7 separate regions of the Mus musculus genome follow, and all the other regions are linked to region 3. A link is a contact called in public ChIA-PET, Hi-C, HiChIP or PLAC-seq and promoter capture Hi-C data. All regions are on one chromosome and are shown on one strand. Each heading gives the region's core, a stretch centred on a gene start, on an enhancer-like site or on the middle of the called end of the contact. The rest is flanking DNA. Distances are from core to core; before and after follow the strand shown.

Region 1 (2,700 bases), core at 75-2,574, 970 kb before region 3:
TCCAGCTGCGGTACATTTGCCCAAGTTGGGCACCCCTCCAGCTTCTATTGGCTCGCCCTCTATACAGCTGTACCCAATATAACAAACACAACCTTCCTGGCCCCTCAGCTGTAGTCTCGAAATTGATCTCACTGGTCCCGGGAACTCCGTCAATACTGCCTCCTCTAGACTGAGCTCCTCACAGGCAGGAACATGGTTGTTTCTCAATAAACAAGTTGCAAAAAAAGGAATGAGTGAGTTGCTGAACATTTGTCTATGGGCGGTTGATCCAGTGACAAGAGGGGCTTCTCCCTAACAGCTGGAGATTGGTTCAGGTTTCCACCCACCCTGTTGTCTTTGCGTTTTCACGGGCGGTCGCTGCTGTCCTCTGGTGGTGGAGCCGTGTATTGCGTCTCCTGGCGCAATGGGGGAGGAGGCGGGGAAACAAGGAGTGAGGTTGGTAGTTACTCCACAGAGTAAAATTTTCTTGATGTTTGCTGAGAACTTGAAAATCAAGACTCCCCATTGTGAGGCCCAGGACAAGAGCTTTGCCAACACTGCTTTGAAGAAATGAACTCCTCTAGTAGAATTATATTCACCCTCAGGATCTGCCTACTGCTGGCAGTCTCCTGGGGTCCTACCGCTTGACCACTGGCCTGATTTTGGAGGTGGACTCGCGGCACACAGTAACAGGAAAAGCATGGGTCGCAGTGATATGAGCCAGCTGTACTGCTAGTAGTTCTGGGAGTACTAGCAATTTGAATGGGGATGAGAGTGGAGCTCCTGGGGTGAAAGACCGGACACCAGAACACTTATTGGTAGCGACAAGGATTATCCGTTTCCAAAGTTTACGGAAGGTCCAGATATTCTCAACTAGGGCTCTCGGCTTGTCACATTTGCGACTTGTCATGTTTGGGGTCGCCCTTCCGAGCCGAGTATCTTGAGTCCGCCCTGAAAACAGGCTGCTGACGGAAGGCATTCGCCGGCAGGGGGCGCCATGGCTCCACAGTACGGGCCAACGGAATGGGTGGGCAGGGTAGGTGGGCAGAATTCCTGCATTTGCACACCGGCTAAGGCCAGGGTCAGACTATGTGGACACACACAACCCACCTTTTGGCATCTTCTCCGAACGACCGCGGCTACAACCTGTGGGAAGATAAGCTGTAGCAGCAAGGGCTGGATGCGAACCCGGGTGCTAGGATACAGCCCGCCAATCAACGTTTTCTCTGTGGGGGTGGGACCGGCCAATCAAAGGGTCCTTGCTAGAAGGCGGAGCTTGCCAACTAAAGGCTGTCTCTGTGAAGAGGCAGAAACCACGAATCTACTAAGCAGGGGGTGGGGGTGCACTGCGCTTGCGGTTCAGCATCCATTTCTTCAGGTTCTTCATTTCCCCTGGGACTGCAAGACAAATACCCGGGGTCCCCGGACCATAGCCGAGGAGAATTAAGACAGGGTGGTGAACCTGGGAGGCTGCCTGGCAGAGGTGGCGCCAGCTGCCCGTGGGTGGAGCCTCGTAGCCCTGCCCTGTAACCCCGCCCCTGCCCTGTCGCTCTACTGGGCTCTAGCCAGCGCGCAGCATCCAGCGCTGCGGGCTCCGGGCTATGGACGCCCCGGGTGCTCCGGCCCCAGCCGCCGCCCCCAGCTCGGCGAGGAAGGAGCTGAAGATAGTGATCGTAGGTGACGGCGGCTGCGGCAAGACGTCCCTGCTAATGGTGTACTGCCAAGGCTCATTTCCCGAGGTAAGGCCCGCTTGGTGGCAGGAGGGGTGAGGATGGGCTTGGGACCGCAGGGAACAAGGGCTTTACCCCAACCTGGACCCAGGCCCCAAGCCTGGACCATGGAGTCTCAGCTGTCTCCTCCAGGCAGCCCTTTGAGAATTCCTGAGCCCAGTGGTTTGCCAGGTTCGAGCTGGTTGGAGTGAGGGTGTTAGACAGTCGTGGGGGGAGGGATATGTCTGGGATGGTTAGCTCACCTTTGCACCCCTTAAAAGATCAACCCGACCCCCCCCCTCTCTCGCAGCACTACGCCCCGTCGGTGTTTGAGAAGTACACGGCTAGTGTGACAGTGGGTAACAAGGAGGTGACCCTGAACCTCTACGACACGGCTGGTGAGTGCACCAGAGCACACAGGCTCCCTGTGGTCATTCCCAAGGTTTCCCCTGCCTTCTGGGGCATTTCCTTCATGACACCCTAACAGGCCAGGTCCCTGCAGGATGCTGGCTGGCTGGGAGGCTCTGGAAGCCAAAAGGACCCTGGCCATCTCAGCTTTAAGTGGAGGTGATAGATTGAGGTGAACTCTGGACCCCCTTCCCCAGCATCCCCCACCCCCCAGCGCTAAGTACCATTCGTTCCCTAGCTATGTTCCTCTCCTGTGGTTCTAGGAAACGTGGGCTGTACTTCTACCTCCCAGGGCTGCAGAATTCGTTCCTTACTGTGTGTGGTCTTTGCTTTGAGTCCCCTGGGGGCTTGGATTCCAATTAGCTGTGTTCCCCAGCCCTATAATTTTAGTTTAGTGAGATCTGGATCAGGGCTGTGACTCCTGGATGCTGCGTATGGCTGGGCAGGTCTATGTGTTGGGACCCCCGAGGTCCTGTGTGAATGTATCTCTCTTCCTGTGCCCCTGGATTCTGGGATCCTAGAGCTCCAGTCTATTCTGTGGTTTCTTGGTCTTGGGCTGTGAAGAAACAGACGATTTGCGCTAAGGCTCTAAAGTCTGGCCAGG
Region 2 (2,700 bases), core at 26-2,525, 950 kb after region 3:
CTTTTTTCTTCTTCTTCTCAACCTACAAAGACAAACCCATCAATCCAGGATCCTGCCAGACCTCAAACGCAGGAATAAGGCATCATAGTGGGCCATCCGTTCCCTCTCCTACCTTGGTCTTGGCAGCCGAGTATTTCCTTTTGTACAAGGCCTTCCTGGAGTACATAGCAGATCGGGAGTACCTGCCAATTCCTCTCACCAGGACAGGGTTTCGGCTGCAATGGGGCTTCGCCTTCTTGGGCTTTTTACCCTTAGGGTGAACCTTTTTGGCTACTTTGGCGGCCCGGGGCCGGGAGGCAGCAGCATCACTGCCAGCCTTCTTGGCCGCAGGTTTCTTCTCCTTTGTATCAGGCGCTTTTTCACCCGCCATCTAGGGATATAAACAATAAAGGCATTTCATCAACCATTTGTCAACAAGCTAGTATGAAAACCATCCTCTGATGCTTGCAATGCCTCTTCCTTCCAAACACAGGGTTAAGTATCTAGCACTATTAGTTTTTTTGTTTTTTTTTTTTTGCTAAAAAACTTTTTTGTGGTTCCTTATCTTATTCTTCCATTTTTGTGAATCAGAAAACCAAAGACAATCTTTGCTAGTGTCTACACAGGCAAGGAAGCCCAGAATCTCGAGGCTCTTCTGTGCGACCCACTTCAGTGCCAGCAGCCTACAGGCAGAGGCCAGGCAATGGTTCGGGGCCACGGGTTGCTCTAGCACGGGACACTATGACAGACCCAGGGGAACGGGCCTGCCATAAATCCAAACCCATGCACCAGCACGGAACACCCGAGACCTCCCCCTCTGGTGTCGCCCTAGGTCCCGAAGCCACCACGATGGCCCCAGCTCCGCAAAGTAGCCGACAGCGGTGCTCTCCGGTCGTCTTCCGGGGACGCGGTTCCCCACCTTCAGTCGCGAAGCCCAACGTGGCCAAGACAGGCTCAACAGAAGGTTCTGGAACCCCCACTGCAGGGTCGCAAGTCGCAACACAGGCCCTCCAACCCTCCCCAGGTTACGGCAGCCGGCAGGGCCCAGCGACCATCTCGGGCGCTACGCTCGTTCTTAGCCCCCCGCCAACCCACGCTGACAGAAATGAAGCTCCCGAGAGATCTGGCGAATGATCCCGACCATAGGCGGCCCTGGGTAGTGATCCCCGGATGTCCCCCAATTTCGGATGGACGAGGATTGGGGTCCCGAAAGCCGCTGCCACACAGACGCCCGCCATTCCTACCTTGCAAGACGGGAAAGAGAACTAAGGCAGCGGCTTCCGGTCTATAAGCAATGACGGGAGGTGACCAAGATCACTTCCTTCCTGTATGGGGCATCATGGGAAATGTAGTTTTTCTTTACTCCGTGGCAATGCACCTAGGGAACGTCCCCCCAGGCCCCACCCCCACCCTAATAGGTAAGGGCAGCTGAGATGGCTGAGCAAGTAAAAGCGCTTTCTCCTAAAATGATGAACAGACTTTGAGCCTTGCGACTCATGTGGTGGAAGAAAGGACTTTACAGAGTTTTCTTCTTCTCCTCCTCCTCCTTCTTCTTCTTTTTTTTTTTTTTTTGGTTTTTCGAGACAGGGTTTCTCTGTGTAGCCCTGCCTGTCCTGGAACTCATGCTGTAGACCAGGCTGGCCTCGAACTCAGAAATCCACCTGCCTTTGCCGCCCAAGTGTTGGGATTAAAGGCGTGTTGCACCACGCCTGGCCAGAGTTATCTTCTAAAAACTAAAGGTTAGGGTTGGAGTGATGGCCCAGTGGTTAAGAGAACTGGCTGCTCTTCCAGAGTTTTTTGAGTTCAATTTCCAGCAACCACATGATGGCTCATAACCATCTGTAATGGGATCCCATACCCTCTTCTGGTGTGTCTGAAGACAGCTACAGTGTAGTGTACTCATATACATAAGATAAATAAATCTTGCCAGGGCTATGCAGAGAAACCCTGTTTTGAAAACCAAATACATAAATAATAAATAAATAAATAAATCTTTAAAAAAAAAAAGTCTGACAGTGGTGGCACACCCCTTCAATCCCAGCACTAGGAAGGCAGAGGCTGGTAGATCTCTGTGAGTTTGAGGCCAGCCTGAACTACAAAGCTAGTTCTAGGAGAGCCAAGGCTATGCAAGCAAACCCTGCCCCCAAAACAAAATAAACAAATTAAATAGGAAAAAATAAATAAGATTTAAAATAAAACTTTTTTGTTCATTACATTTTTAAATAAGCTACTATCCTTTGAAAAATGACACTGTATACCTGACAGTGCCTTACTTTTTATTACATTTTATTTTATGTGTATGCTTATGTGAGCATGTGGGAGTGGGGAGTGGATGCATGCCCCAGCATACAGATGGAAGTCAGTGGACAACTTGGGGACGCCGGCTCTCTCTACCACATGAGGCCTAGAGATCAGTCATCTTAAGAGGACTTAGGTCATCACAGGCCCCGCATATAACAATTATCCTCTACCTCATAGTGCTTAGAACGACGTATACACATGATTTCTATTGTCTTCTACTTGTCTGTTGCCTGTTGCTAGTGGTAGGAGCTTTTCTCTTGACTTTCTTTTTTTTTTTTTTATCTTCTTTTTTTTTTTCTTTTTTTTTTTTTTCCATTTTTTATTAGGTATTTCGCTCATTTACATTTGCAATGCTATACCAAAAGTCCCCCATAGCCACCCACCCTCTCTTGACTTTCTATATGTGTGTGTGTGTGTGTG
Region 3 (2,700 bases), core at 90-2,589:
GAGTGAGTTCCAGGACAGCCCCAGGACCATACTGAGAAACCCTGTCTTGAAAAACACCCCCCCGCCCCCCGGGGAAATGCCCAGATTTTAAAAAGACACCTTTTCCCTTTTCTGTCAGTGATTTACTTGAAGACATCTACCACCAGAATTGCGCAGCTGTCCACCACTCCAAAAGTATTTTGGGCCAAAGCAAGCTAGTGTCAAGAGCCCAAATCAAGGTTACTGGATCTTCTCCTCTTTAGCTTCAGCGGATGTTGTGGGATCTGTGATTAGCAGGATCCAGACCTATGTCAAATTTGAAATCTCCAAAGTAGGAAACCACACGGCAGAAACCCCCAAGTCGGACAAAAGGAAAGCTGGGTTTTTGTTTTTGAACCTCTCCTCAACCACTGGACATCCTGGGTTCCCACGGGGTGAACAGTTGGAAGGCGGCAGGTTCTCTCTAGGTTCCTAGCTACCCCGGGGTTTGAAACCTGACTTTTAACTGTTAATTCTTGGTCCAGCGAGGTCTTGGGAGTTTCTCTTGCGAAACCCACTTCCAGGATAATAACAACACAGCACCTACCTGGCGGGTGCTCGCTGAACGCGGCAGCGTCCCCCTGTCCTCAGGGACACAACAATCTGATGATCAGAGAGAGCCACACTGTCACCCGGACTGGGTCCGTGTGCGGATGCACGTTCAAGGGGGAAAGAACGCTGGAGGATGGATGGCTTTGAGGGGAGGGTGGAGGGGGTAGGAAAATGCAGGAGACGGACTCTCATCGCACTGGGACGTCGTCCTGCCAAGCCAAGTCCCTCTGATGAGTCCTTGGACTCCAGATGATAAATGTGAAAGCAAGGACAGGGGAGTGATAAAAAATAATGGGGTCCCCAAACCCGGAGGCGCTTGTATGCGCGCCCCAGATCCAAAGCGGCTTCCGAGAAAAGACCGGCCCCTCCACTGGGCCTGATCCCCCACCGGCCGGGCCTGCCCCGCCACCCACCCGCGCGCCGCTCACCTTCCAGCAGCCGTTGGATGATGCTGTCGATGTTGAGTTTGTCGATATCCGCCATCGCCGTCCCGCCGCCGACCCTCCCGCAGCAGCAGCAGCAGCAGCGGCGCCGCCGCCCGCTCGCCCCGGGGTCTCACTCGTCCTCCTTCCTCACGCCACGAGCCCCACGAGCGGTGGTGGCGGCGGCGGCGGTGGCAGCAGCAGCCGCGGCGGGTCCACCCCCCCCAGCCGCCCCGCTCCGCTCCGGGCTTCCTCCTCCTCTCGCCACTGGGAACCACGAGAAGAACAAGATGGCCGCCGACTCCTCAGGCCAGCCTCGGGCGGCGCACGGATGCGCGCGCGGGAGTGCAGCGGCCCGGCCGGGACTTCTTTACGGGCCCATAGAGCGCGCGGGAAGGGGGCGGGGCCGGCGCCGGGAAGGGGCGGGGTTTGAGCGCGTAGGGCGGGGGTGGGGCGGAGCCCGGGCGGAGACGGTTGAGCGCGACTCCGCCACCGCGCGCGGGATCCTTCCGCCAAACGGGCGGGGGAAATAGACCCCCTGTGGCGGGAGAGGGAAGTTGTGAAGTTGGCGCGCGCAAGTTGAAGGTGGACTTTGTCAGTCTGCTGCGCGCTGCGAGGCTCACCAGCTCCTTCCGGCTCTGCTGCTTGGGGACAGAAGTCTGACCGACATGGCGGGGTGGGAGTTCAACACTGAATCACCCCTCGGAGCCAATCTGGGGTGGGGTTGCTTGCCTGTGGAGAATCATAAAGAGGAGGAGGTTGGAACGTTGGGGATTCAAATACTCTGGCACATTGGTGAACAAGAAGAGCTAGATATACGGCTCCGTGGTGAGAATGCTTGTCGAGTATGTGTGAGACCTTGGGTTCAATTCCCAGCACTGGCAAAATTTCATAATACTGCAATAAAGCATCTACGATACAATATTTGGAAAAAAGAAGCCCCCAAGATAAGCCAAAAAAATGTTAATCCACTGTGAGTGGCACATTAAGTAATTTGTGTGAGCTTCTTGTGTGCGCTAATGCTCTTTTACATTTTAGAGAGAGGTTGGGAGAATTCTGTAAGGGTTGCTACTACCTATCTTTTGAATTATCTTTCTTGAACTCAGAAAGTTATATAATAATTTAAGAGATTTCCCCTGTATTTAGCCGGAGCTGGGTTGAATGAGCGTGCCGGAGCAGATAAAATGGGAATTTGCACATTTCCTGGGAGGTTGCTGTGCGTGCGCTCTGGGCCTCAGCGCATTCATCTGCTGCTTGCCTCTAGCTTCCTTGACTCCCCAGGGGCACCCCTTCACCTGAGGGGTCCCCAACTCTGCTGCCTCGCAGGCTAGCTGCCTATGGAAGAAAAATGCACACCCATCTGACCCATTTATCTCTTCCCAGTAGCACGCCAGAAAATTTACAAAATGTTCTCCCCCAGCCCCACCTCCAGTTCATGTTTCTCAAAGCAAGAGGGATGGATCTGAGGATTCCTTTCCATGAATGCCTTGCAAGGTTGTCTCCCCATAGAGAGACTCATTTTCTACAAGCTCTGTCTTCCCGTGGCCCCGCAGCATGGTGTGTGATGCACCCATCTAGATCTGAGCCCTTTTCCTGATGCTAGCCCCCGACAGTGGGGTTTCAGGATTCTCCCCAGCTCTCCTCAGCCCTCTGCTCCACTTTGCCCACTCACCAACTCATTGTCCCAAGCTATGGTTTTGCACACCAT
Region 4 (2,700 bases), core at 129-2,628, 690 kb before region 3:
TTTTTTACACACACACACACACACCTTACATTATTGCAGTTTGTAATGTGGCTACTTGAGATCTATCTCTCAGGGGATTGTTGTTGGTTGGTTTTCCACGAAAACACTTGCTTGGCCTCAAACATGCAGCAATCCTCCACCTCTACCTCCTAAACGCTGATCACGGGCTTGTGCCACCATGCTTAAGGGGCTCTTTTCTTTTAACTGGCAAACTCTTTCTTAAACAGGGTGATTATATTTTGAATTACCTCTACCCCATCTTGACTAAGGCAGTGAAGGTGCTGGGCAAAACACTTGCTGAATTTCTCTATCCACTTGACCCTCTCTTCAATCGTCCACAGTAAATCTTTGACACTCTGTGCAAGGTCGTCAATCTAGCAGCCCAAAGCCAACACACTTACTTCTTCCACGAGATGGATACAACACCGTGAGGGAAGACATCACCACCTTCTGACTCACGCCATTTGACTTGATTTTGGGCAAATGAATCAATGCCTGAATTGACTGCTGTACACAGCCTCTTTAGAACTCTCTGCGATGGGGTTGAGAAAATTCATCTCCCCTAAGTAGGCCAAAATCACACACACACACACACACACACCACATACACACACACAAAACCTGCCCTTTTCTGAAACTTCTATCAGTGATTCTCCCACGCTCTCACTCCCACCTGGGAGCAAGGCTGCCAAATTACTTGCTGCGTACCTAGTGGCGATGTAGACACGTCTAGCGCTCTAGGTCACGGCCACAACATTTAAACCCACGGGAAGGACTCCTTGAAGGAGGACACCCCCAACCCCCCATGGGCCACTCAGGTCCTAGCCTCATCATACCACGCAGCGCTCTCTATGCCTTCTGTCTCGTGATGCACCCCCCGAAGTCTGGGTTAGCTCAAGGACTCGGGGGAGGCAGAGGGCACAGCCATGGCCAGAGACACCGAGGCTCTTGCGGCTTAAAAAAAAGCTCGGGACCCCGAGAAGAGCACAGGGCCCTGGGAACAGGGCCCAGCGGGCTGAGACCGCAGGGCCACTAGCCGCCTCCTCGGCCAGGACGCCGGAGGGCGCTGTGGGAGCTCGGGAGGGTCTGCTGCCTGGCCTCTCCGGCTGGAACCGGTCGGGGCCCCACACACACTTCGGGCCGGGCGCCCCGCTACGTGGTGGTCTCTCACGAAGCCCCTCTGGGTAACCGCTGAGACGGAAAACAGGAAGCGCTCTGGGCGTACGGGAGAGGCAAGGAGAGCCTCCCGGCTCCACCAGCCCCTCACCTTCATGGCCGCGACCGCCTCGGCTCGGTCGGCTCTACCGGGGAACTCAGCACCATAGCAGCCTCCTCACACAACGGATCTTCCTTCCTTCTAAGGCGGCGAATGCGGCGCCTCCCGAGACCCACTGAGCGTCCCTACGTAAGGGGGCATGGCCACGCTCGGCTCACGCCCCGGGAAGACGCCGAGCGGCGGGCGGAGCCCACCAATCCGAAGCGGGTCTTCGGGGGGCCCGATCACCAAAGCCAATGAAATGGTGAAGAAGGGGCGGGGTTTCGGGCGCAGTCTTGCGAGCGAAGGGGAGAGGGGAGGGGCGGAGGGAAACGGGGCGGGGCGAAGAGGGGCGGGGCGGGGCGTGACGCGACGTGACGCCCGGTCTGTCGGAGAGAAAGCCGCTCAGGCTGAATTGGCTTCCTATTTTGGGTGGATAGCTTCCCTCGGCCCGAGGCAGAAAAAGAGCTGTGGTGAAGTAGGAAACACTGTTGGTTTGAAGCTTTTATTCTAACCTGCGGAGCAGGGCCTCTCTCGGGCTTAACCCATTCTCCGAATGTTCTAGATCTCATCACCAGGAGAACCTCGGATCTCCTCAAGGAAGAGGGGCAGCACGATCTAGGGCGAGCCATTTAGAAGATGTACTGAGAACGGCTGAAGAACCAAAGGCTGTCCAATTCCAATTCTTTGTCGTTCGGTTCGTATGTGTGTGTGTGCGGTTTTCTTTTTAGACAAGATTTTTTCCTGGCTGTGCTGGCCAGAGAACTCCCAGTTTACACCAGGCTGGCTTGGAACTCAGAGAAATCATGCCTGCCTCTCTGCCTTCCGAGTGCTTGAGATTAAAGATGTGTTCCACCACAACTGCGTCCAATTGATGTAATGTTCAAATTTACCCAAGTACTAACTAACCCTTTCAAAGAATTCACATGATCCCTTCAAACTGACGTCGGGGCAGAAAAACAAGTGGCAAAAGATGGTATAAATTTCTTCAGCCTTGCTGGATTAAGGCTTTAATTAGTTGGTTTTCCTACATTTCTTTCTCTCACTTCAAAATAATATTTGAGGTCGGGCGTGGTGGCACACACCTTTAGTCCCAGCACTTGGGAGGCAGAGGTAGGCGGATTTCTGAGTTCGAGGCCAGCCTGGTCTACAAAGTGAGCTCCAGGACAGCCAGGGCTATACAGAGAAACCCTGTCTTAAAAAATAATAAAATAATAATAATAATTGAAATTTTAGAGCTCAAGATGTTACTTCTTCCTTAGCGAAGACCCAGACAACTCCTATTCTTATAATAATAATAATACTTTAAAATTCTTTGTATCTGGTTTTGCCTGCATGTGTATCTGTGCACCACATGTGTACAGTGATCAGGGAAGTCAGATGAGGATGTTGGATGCCCTGCAACTGAATTACAGTTGTGAACCACTATGTGAGTGTTAGAAACC
Region 5 (2,700 bases), core at 111-2,610, 830 kb before region 3:
CGTGCATGGATGGAATTTTTAAAAAAAAATTCAAAGAGCAGATTTGGGGACAGGTGGAAAAAAAGTACAGACCGATAAGGCAGGAAATTCTGACGTAAGGGAGGGTGACGATGTGTGGTTCACAGCTGATTTCAGGTGGCAAGGCCACTTCCTCCCCGTATCTGTCTGAACCAGTGCTCTTGACATTGGGACAAGATAAAAACAGCAGTCACCTAAACTCATAATTTCTTGAATCTGGGTTTCTCCAGGGTGCAAAATGACCTGCTTTAGCTTGTACGCCAAGCTAGCGTCACCTGGGAGGTCTCTCAGAACATCCTTGTGATGCTGTCATTAGGCCCTTGCAAGAAAGGAAGAGGCCCGGAGGGAAACAAAGTTTAGGGCCAGCATTTCTCTCAACTTAAAGGAATTCCAGGACCACTGAGGGTCAGTCAATTCTGGAAGCAGTCACAAGCACTACTTAAAAGACGGAGGAACATTGGGGATCTGCTACTCCAGGAATATTCACAAAGGCTGCCCCCCTTCTCCGCTGAGAAACAATATGGATCAATCAAGGTTGCTGTACCCCAGAAAGCCACAAACAACCACCACTTTTCTCTTAAACTGCCACACGAGAGAGGCTTACCTTTTGCCTGCCTGCATTAGAGACGCTGAATCCGATTCTCTATTCCCTCCTGTGTATCGATTTATCTCTTCTCAGCGAGTGTAGAGACTTTTTTTCCTTTCTCTTTAAAAGCCCAACTTCTATTTCAGGGCTGTACTACCGAGGCTATCCGAATGAATGAACCAAAGGCTTTCTTCCGGTCAGCTGCAGTCTGAAAAGGCTGTGGACTGGCTGTATTTCCTGTACCTGTGCGTGTGTCTCCATATTATTATTTCAGCCCCGGGAGTTTAAAAGTTATGCAGTCTGTACAGATACAGTGCTGAGGTAATTTCTTTCTGAGCCCCTCAGATGCCTCCTCCATATGGCAGGTTCGCAAATGGATAAGGGTCTGGACAGGCTGGCCCCTCCCCCCAGGCATGCAGTAGAAAAGCAAAACAGAAAAAGAAATCACACATACAAAATACTTTGAATTTAGGTCGCCAGCATAGGTAATGAGGAAAGGTGGGTGAAGGAAGAGAGGGACAGCCCTGCGTAACCCAAGCAAGAGGGGGCAGGGGCAGAGGTGGGGGGTCGTTTTGGGGGGTGCCAGGCCCCGGGGGCTTTCACGCCAGCAGGCTTGGCTAGCATTTCCGCGCCTCCCGCTGAGGCCATCCGTGCAAATCTGCACCTCCCTCCCCACCCCCTCCTCTCTTTCCCTCCCTCCCTGCCCCGCCATCTCTGGGATGCGCCCGCCGCCTGCAACTCAGCCCTCCAAAAGTCAGCTCCCGGGCGGCGGCGGCGCCTGCGTGCAGAGGCGCACTCGTGACCCAACAACAAAACAGCGATGCCAAGGCGCTAACAGCGCCCGGTGCGTCCCAGGCTCCCTTCTGGCCCCACACCTCCTACGGCTGCGGTCCCCGACACCCCCAACCCGAGCCCCCCCTTTCCCCAACTAGCCTAGCCGCAAGCTCCGAGCGCGATCGGCAACAATGTTTACGTTCCGGGGATTATGACGTCGACGCCTCCCCCCCCACAACTGCTGAAAATGGTTTCCTAGGACTTTGCAAACGGATCTGCTTAAGTGTTGGTGCAAAACTTTGTAGATATCGGCTCTGGCTTGCTCTATTTATTTATTTTTTTGCTTTCTTTTCTTTGGTCTTCCCTCCTTTCCCCCTCCGCCAAAATGCAGGGGGCAGGAGTGTTGACAATTAATTGGTGAACTCTCCTAAAAAAATGGAGGCAGAGAAAGACTCTGGAAGAAGATTGGTGTGTAGCTTTTTTTTTCTCCCCCAAATCTGTATCTGGTATATGATCGATTTATCTATCTATTTATTTTTTTGGTTGTTTCTTGCTGCCTTTTCTTTCCTTTTCTGTATTTTGCAAGAGGACCGGAAAAAAATAATAAATTGCATGCAAAAGGAAGCAAGCAGCTTACTCCTCCAGTCTCTTGTGAGGCTCAGGGTCTCAGACACTTAAGTGGGGAGGAGGCAACGCCGAAAGGCGTGGAAGGGACTGAGCGGGCTCGGGGTTCGCCTGGGATCTGGGGGGCTGCGGGGCTCGGTGCTGAGCGGCGGAGGGAGGAGGAAGAAGGATGCGGGGAGTGGTGGGGGAGTCTCCTTAGGAAGTGAGTGTGCGCGCGCGCTCGTGGGGAGATGAGGCAGCTGCTGGTGCGTTTTGGGGTCTCTGATAGAAGCTTTGTGGTGGGCTGGCTGCCTCTCTCCCCCCACATTCTTAACCTCCTCCCCTCCCCTCCTCTTCTTGCACTAGCGGTCGGTCGGCGGGGGCCGTTAGGGTCTCAACCCTTCCGTTTCAGCTTTCCAGCTTTTCTGTAGCTCGGGAGCAGCTCCAGCCTTAGTAATGCCGCCGGCCCTGGGTTCCGGCTTCCCGGGTTGGCCGCCGTGGCCGCCAGGGCTGCTGTTACCGCGGAGCCGGTTGCTGCAGCGGCTTCTCTCGGGGCCTACATCTGCCCCGCCAGCTCATACCCGGAGCCCCCTTCAGGGGTTACATAACCAGGCTCCCAGTCGAGTGGGCAAAGCTTAGCACATCACTTGGCGTGGGGGCAGAGGAAAGCCCCCAAATACCATTTCCATAGCTTCCAAAGATGCAAGAAGGGATTGCTT
Region 6 (2,700 bases), core at 143-2,642, 900 kb before region 3:
ACAGTGATTAGGAGTCATACCTCTCATCAGCCTCAAGAGATTCTGGCCCAAGAATGTACCATTTCAAGACTTTCTTGGGGAGTTGGGGTGGAGAGGAGGCTCAGCGGGTAAGAGGAGATCCGCCACCAGGCCCAAGGCTCTGAGTTCAAACACTGAGACTTGCATGTTGGAAAGAGAGAGCTCTGTAGACTTGTGTACTGAATGTCACGCTCATACCACTACATGGGTGCAACTTACACATGCACACAGACACGGATGAATAAATCGTAAACCCGTAAATAATCTTCCTTAGAGAGTTTTACTAACTTCTCCCTTTTGAAGTAGGCGATTTTGGTCTAACAGTCGCTTCCTGCCTCATTCCCTACCACCCCTCAATGTTCAGGAACACACATGGTCTCTCACCCTCCACTTTGGTCCTAATCTCCTCTTCTGGCATCTAGACTTCCTCTCCCCAAGTCCAGCACGACTGTATTGACTGGACAGTCTCTGAAGTGCACAGACGTCACCCAGCAGATGTCAAGGTGCTCCCACAGCTACCTCCAAGACTGCCTCTACATCTGAACCACGTGACCTTCCCACAAGAACCCTTTAAGAACTGGGGCTGAACTACAGGCTTCTTGGTGTCCCCAGCCATCAGAACAGTCTTCATATATTGAACACTATCCGCTTTCCATACTTGTTTATGGAAACAAATGAACCAACCACCTTCAGGACACAAAAGCCACACATAATTCTATGCAGACTTCTTTGCTAGCCTTTATGCAATAAATCTGCCTAACAGACAAGAACCACTTACTAATAATTCTTGGTAATCTCTCCGAACACTCGGAGGCATCCGAAGTGAGTTCTGCTTTGAGCCCTGGCCTCTCAGCTCCCTGTGTAGCTGAGGATCTTGAACTCCCGAGTGATTCTCCTCCCTCTGAGCCCGAGCTACCGTGCATGATTCCTAAAATGCTTCGTGATGTTTCAAGCATTCTTAAAAAAAAAGGCTAAGAAATGATTAGGGATAAATCCAAAACTAAACTTTTCCGCCTGAGAATCCTGGCGTTCGGGAAGCTGAAGGAAGAAGATTGGGGTTCGAGGCCTGCCTGGACTGATACATTGTACTAGTCCCAGAAACACAAAATTGAAAGAAAAAACAGTTCCTTCACGTAGACATGGGTAATTATGTAAGAATCTTTAAATTAGAAAAATAATTTCTGTGTCCACAGTCCAGTCTTCACGTGACTAGGAAGGGCGGCACTGGAGGAGTCACGAACCCTAGCCGCACACTCAGGCTCGCCCTCCGTCGGTTCCGCGTGGAAGCGCGATTCCCACCCCCATCTCCCACTCACTTCCGCGAAGAGTACCCAGAGCGCAGGCGCAACCTCGGGCCCGCCTTTCAGAGACCTCCCAGACGCGTGTTGGTGATTGCGCATGTGCAGAGGGGCTAGGACGGGTAATTCCGCGGGAGCAGGTAGGTCTCGAGAACTCCCGCGACTGGCTCCTCCCACCTAAAAAAAAATTAAGCCGGCGGGGCTCCTTCGCCGTGCGCACGCGCACTGCGTGCAGGAAGATCGCGTGTGTGAAGCGAGCCTAACGCATGCGCATTTAAAGCCCCCCGAAATTCATGACGTCAGCCACACCATCCTGTTTGTAGCCCCGTTCCCCACAATCCCGCTTTTAAAGAGCTAGAATCTAGTTCTGATTGTGGTTTTGACTTATAATTTTATTTTATTGTTATTTAAAAATTCACTATGATTCTTGGTAGAAATGTAAGTTCGCATAGTGTGGTTGGCTAAATACAACAAAATGTTTTGTTTAATATTTTTGTGTATGACTGTTTTGGGGGTGTGTTCCTTGTGCCAGGGGAATCCAGAAGAGGGAGTCAGAGCACCTGGAACTGGAGTAACAGACGGTTGTTGCCTGCCATGTGGGTGCTGGGAACAGAACCCAGGTTGTCTGGAAGAGCAGCCAATGCTCTAACCACTGAGCTGTAGATATAAGGGTCGATTCTTCCTCCCGGTCCCGTGTTCCCAGAAATAAGACTCAGACTCAAAACAGATTTCCAAATACCTTGGCCATAGAGCTAGGCTCTTCTCTGACTAGAATCATAACTTATGATAACCCACTAATTTTAATCTATATTCTGCCCCATGGCTGGTTACCTGTGCTCAGGTTCCATGCATCCTCCCAGGTGGACCTCGTGCCTGGCTCTATCCCAGAATTCTTTCTCTCTCCCAGATGTCCTACCTCCTATTTCCTGCCTAAGCCATAAGCCATCAGATTTAACTATTGACAGGTGCCACAACCATACAGTAACAGCTCTCTCCACTGAGCGGTCTCCTCAGCTTTTGGGTGGTGGTTGTTGTCGTTGTTGTTGCTTGCTTGCTTGCTTTCTTTCTTTCTTTCTTTCTTTCTTTCTTTCTTTCTTTTTTCTTTTTTCTTTTTTTTTTTGTCTTTTGAGGTAGGGTTTCCCCTGAAGGCCAGGGTGTCCTTGAATTTATACTTCTGCCTTGTTTTCCCAAGTGCTAAACTTACCACCATGCTTGGTGTAAAATGCTTTTTTAAATTGAGTACTTAGGGGGCTGGAGAGATGGCCCAGTGGTTAAGAGCACTGACTGCTCTTCCAGAGGTCCTGAGTTCAAATCCCAGCAACCACAAGGTGGCTCACAACCATCTGTAATGGGATCCAATGCCCTCTTCTGGGATATGTCTGAA
Region 7 (2,700 bases), core at 91-2,590, 860 kb before region 3:
CCACTGATGTAGGTTGATGTCATCGAAAGATAATAACAGCTCCAGGCAAACTCCAAGACAGGCAAGCCTGAAGGTATTCCTAGAGTTAAGGTCTGGTGCCTAACCTGCAGCCTCCAGGGGCGCCTCCTGCAGAGGCTTCGTACCACCTTCTTGGGACTTGAGGGGAGGAAAATATGCCTACCTCTTCATCAAGCAAGAGCCCTTTCAAGGGGAACATGTCCCACCCTCCTCCCCCACACCCAGTGACTCAGAGGCAAGTTTCTAGAGAAGAAAATGAGGGTGGGGAGTGGCACTCAACCCCTAGGCTGAGGCTCTTGGAAAATGCGGTGGGGTGGGGAGTGTAAAAGGGAGTAAGAGTTAGTGGAGTATGGGGAGGTGGAACGTATTGGGAAATCCCCTCCAATATTTGATAAAGTCTTGTTAATACCTTCCGGCCTTAGGTGTGCGAGAAGGCGCGGCCACAATGTAGCTCATCTTCATCTCCTGACACCTGTCCTCAGTGGGCTGGACCTTTTGCATCCTTCTTGTCCCCCTGATTACATGCAGGGCAGACTTCTTACATAGCAACTTCATGAAAGCAACATTCTTTGTAACCCTAACCTCTTTGCCGCGACAAGGTGCCCGTCTAAAAACACCTGCGCGTGGGTATCTCTATCTCTGGTCGTCCACCTCGCCCTCACAGCTCAGCAGCCTCTGGCTCCCCTCCGGCGCCTAGGACAGCTTTCCCCAGCTCTTCCCCTCACCCCAGGCACGCCCAGCCCGCTCCCAACTGTGGGCCCCGTCGGGGCTGCGGGCGGGAGCGGCCGAAGCAGGAAGAGGGGAGGAGGGCAGGGAGGCCCGAGCTCACCATGGCGAAGCCGGAGAGCAGAGCCGAGGTCCGGCTGGAAGCTTTGAGCTTGGCGCGGCTTAAGTAGAGCTTGCGCCAGGACAGCGCCTGCATCGAGTGCTCGTTGAGGCTCATCACCTCGGAGTAACTCTGGCCGATCCAGTCCGGGTAGCTGACGGCGGGTGGCGGCGGCGGCAGCGGTGGGGCCCCCGAGGGCTCCCCGTCCCCGCTGCGGCGGCGGCTCCGGCGGCTGCCGCTAGTGCTGCTGCCGCCGCTCACGGGAAGCTCCGGATTGCTGTGACTCGGGGGCGGGGCAGGCTCCGGATGCATGGAGTACGCTGCGAAGGCGCGGCTGGCGGCGAGCGCCTGAGAAGGCTGCGGCCCCGGGGCCGGGCCGGGCCGCGCCGCACCTCCGCCGGCCTCCCACTCGAGCCGGTCTCCCGCAGCCGGACGCACCGGATCCGAAGGCCGAGGCACTGGCTGCAGAACCGCTCCGCAAGTTCCAAGCGGCCGCGACCGGAGCCTGCGTGCCGACCGGCGTCCGGTCCCAAGCCGGCACCTCCGCGAGCTCCACGATTGGCCGGCGACCCGAGGTTATTTGCATACGCCACACCCACGAACACACCCCGCCCACAAGGCGGTGGGCGGTGTCCGTGCGAGTGACGTACCCCGCACCGCCTCCGACGGCTCCGCCCCCAGCCCCTGGCTCGCCTTCCTGGAAGCGCCCCACGCTGTCAGGCCTCGCTTCTCTTTGCAGCTGCTCCTGTGGCTTTGCTCCCGGAGCTCTTGACTTAGGCCATCCGAGGTCACCTCTGGGCGCCTCCTGAGGCCTATTTCCTCCTTGGAACAAGGTGGCAAAAGGTCTGTTGGAAAAAAGAGCAAGCGGAGGGCTACTAGAGTTCAGTGAGCGGTTATTGAGCGTCTATTGGGTGCCAACACGGTCCCAGGCACCGAGGGCAGGGTGTAGGCTTGTGATTGAGACGGACAAAGTCGATCCCGAAGATGTTATGCGTGCCTGGAGTCCCAGCATAGAGGAGACTGGAAAACAATGAGTTTGAAGGAGGAGTGAGCCCTTGCCTCGAAACACAAGAGGGACAAAATTCCCTGCACCCTTGCAGCCAACACTCTTGTAGAAAAGACACACAAACATCGAGTCAATTATAGTTCAGGAGACTGTAAATGTGTACAGAAAAAAAAAAGATAAAAAAAGGTGGATAGTAACAGGGTTTTTATTTTAATTTTAGAATGCTAGCCCCCGTTTGTATTTATTTATTTTTGAGACTACATAGCTCTGCCTGGTTTGAAACTTGTTATATAGACCAGGCTGGCTTCGAACTCACAAAGAGCCATCTGCCCAAGCCTCTGGACTACTGCCATTAGCATGTGCCTGCCATTAGCCTGTGCCTGCCATTCCCAGACCCCTCCGTAGCGTTTTCTATTCTGCAGGAGGCAGACTAAAAAGGTTCACACCTTGGGAGTCTCATCTGAGCTGAGACCTGGGCCAGCAAGATAGGCGCCAGGACCTAAGGGAAGAGGAAAATAGGGAGGTTCAGGGTGGGGCTCAGGAGATACCGGTAAGGTAGGGAGGGCACTGGGCTAAGGAACTTTAGGACACGTTAAGAGCAGTCTCACCGCTTTAACCCCCAGCCTTCAGAATGTTTCTTGGCACATACTCCACATTGAAGAAATGCTTGTTGACTGAATACATGTGGGAAAAACAAGAACAAATGATAAATTTAGATCCCAGTCAAATAAATCCTAAGCATGTGGTGTGGCACTCCAGGTCTAACAGTGTGAGAGTTAAACTCTTGTACAACCGCTAGAGGGCAGCCCTTCACTCAACCACATGGCACAAAAGAGAGGCCTCCTGTGGA

The links. A called contact is a pair of places that touch in the nucleus more often than the background predicts. ChIA-PET counts read pairs in DNA pulled down with a chosen protein or histone mark. HiChIP or PLAC-seq counts read pairs in DNA pulled down with a chosen protein or histone mark. Capture Hi-C pulls out chosen DNA fragments and counts their contacts.
Region 1: a Hi-C map of B cells shows a contact between it and region 3, with 11 read pairs. The contact joins the promoter of Rhof here to the promoter of Ppp1cc in region 3. A contact is called at or near these places in 3 of 484 Hi-C or Micro-C datasets (B cells, the G1E-ER4 cell line and embryonic stem cells), 6 of 115 datasets of contacts at active chromatin or transcription factors (bone marrow-derived dendritic cells, bone marrow-derived macrophages, embryonic stem cells and 2 more) and 2 of 9 other capture datasets (liver and pancreatic islet).
Region 2: a contact with region 3 is called in an H3K4me3 HiChIP or PLAC-seq map of bone marrow-derived macrophages, with 4 times the contacts expected there. The contact joins the promoter of Rpl6 here to the promoter of Ppp1cc in region 3. A contact is called at or near these places in 1 of 39 promoter capture datasets (cranial neural crest) and 2 of 115 datasets of contacts at active chromatin or transcription factors (bone marrow-derived macrophages and extraembryonic endoderm stem cells).
Region 4: a contact with region 3 is called in an RNA polymerase II ChIA-PET map of effector CD8 T cells, with 7 read pairs. The contact joins the promoter of Rnf34 here to the promoter of Ppp1cc in region 3. A contact is called at or near these places in 1 of 39 promoter capture datasets (liver) and 5 of 115 datasets of contacts at active chromatin or transcription factors (cardiomyocytes, effector CD8 T cells, embryonic hindbrain and 2 more).
Region 5: a promoter capture Hi-C map of liver shows a contact between it and region 3, with 2.0 times the contacts expected there. The contact joins the promoter of A930024E05Rik here to the promoter of Ppp1cc in region 3. A contact is called at or near these places in 3 of 39 promoter capture datasets (liver, pre-B cells and stem cell-derived epiblast-like cells), 5 of 115 datasets of contacts at active chromatin or transcription factors (cardiomyocytes, effector CD8 T cells, memory CD8 T cells and 2 more) and 1 of 9 other capture datasets (liver).
Region 6: a contact with region 3 is called in a Hi-C map of B cells, with 11 read pairs. The contact joins the enhancer-like site here to the promoter of Ppp1cc in region 3. A contact is called at or near these places in 3 of 39 promoter capture datasets (the C10 cell line, cranial neural crest and pre-B cells), 1 of 484 Hi-C or Micro-C datasets (B cells) and 2 of 115 datasets of contacts at active chromatin or transcription factors (bone marrow-derived macrophages and memory CD8 T cells).
Region 7: a contact with region 3 is called in an RNA polymerase II ChIA-PET map of memory CD8 T cells, with 12 read pairs. The contact joins the promoter of Orai1 here to the promoter of Ppp1cc in region 3. A contact is called at or near these places in 1 of 39 promoter capture datasets (pre-B cells) and 3 of 115 datasets of contacts at active chromatin or transcription factors (embryonic stem cells, memory CD8 T cells and microglia).

What each region holds. Positions count from the first base shown.
Region 1 is chr5:123,131,253-123,133,952 of GRCm38.p6, reverse strand. Rhof (ras homolog family member F (in filopodia)) reads left to right here and starts at 1,324. Exons shown (of 5, transcript NM_175092.3): 1 at 1,324-1,718; 2 at 1,999-2,086. The coding sequence starts at 1,581.
Region 2 is chr5:121,203,076-121,205,775 of GRCm38.p6, reverse strand. It overlaps Rpl6 (ribosomal protein L6), which reads right to left and starts at 1,275. Exons shown (of 7, transcript NM_011290.5): 1 at 1,224-1,275; 2 at 113-370; 3 at 1-22. The coding sequence starts at 370. LOC115490270 (a small nucleolar RNA gene) reads right to left here and starts at 766; the gene lies at 633-766.
Region 3 is chr5:122,156,914-122,159,613 of GRCm38.p6, reverse strand. It overlaps Ppp1cc (protein phosphatase 1 catalytic subunit gamma), which reads right to left and starts at 1,339. Exons shown (of 7, transcript NM_013636.4): 1 at 999-1,339. The coding sequence starts at 1,053.
Region 4 is chr5:122,848,866-122,851,565 of GRCm38.p6, reverse strand. It overlaps Rnf34 (ring finger protein 34), which reads right to left and starts at 1,378. Exons shown (of 6, transcript NM_030564.1): 1 at 1,268-1,378. The coding sequence starts at 1,273. It overlaps Gm33044 (predicted gene, 33044), which reads left to right and starts at 1,630. Exons shown (of 2, transcript NR_169045.1): 1 at 1,630-1,733; 2 at 1,821-2,116.
Region 5 is chr5:122,988,014-122,990,713 of GRCm38.p6, reverse strand. A930024E05Rik (RIKEN cDNA A930024E05 gene) reads right to left here and starts at 1,360. Exons shown (of 3, transcript NR_045820.1): 1 at 623-1,360. It overlaps Kdm2b (lysine (K)-specific demethylase 2B), which reads left to right and starts at 1,615. Exons shown (of 23, transcript NM_001003953.2): 1 at 1,615-1,846. The coding sequence starts at 1,814.
Region 6 is chr5:123,056,768-123,059,467 of GRCm38.p6, reverse strand. No RefSeq gene overlaps it. Among named protein-coding and RNA genes, the nearest start is that of Morn3, 11 kb to the right of the region's middle. Within about 2 kb of position 1,392, at least 361 of the 459 cell types and tissues checked have an H3K27ac peak or open chromatin away from gene starts, as enhancers often do. A contact at or near this core is called in B cells, bone marrow-derived macrophages, memory CD8 T cells and 1 more, where this site is marked.
Region 7 is chr5:123,013,714-123,016,413 of GRCm38.p6, reverse strand. It overlaps Orai1 (ORAI calcium release-activated calcium modulator 1), which reads right to left and starts at 1,340. Exons shown (of 2, transcript NM_175423.3): 1 at 848-1,340. The coding sequence starts at 1,156. It overlaps Gm2479 (a long non-coding RNA gene), which reads left to right and starts at 1,387. Exons shown (of 3, transcript XR_387710.4): 1 at 1,387-1,687.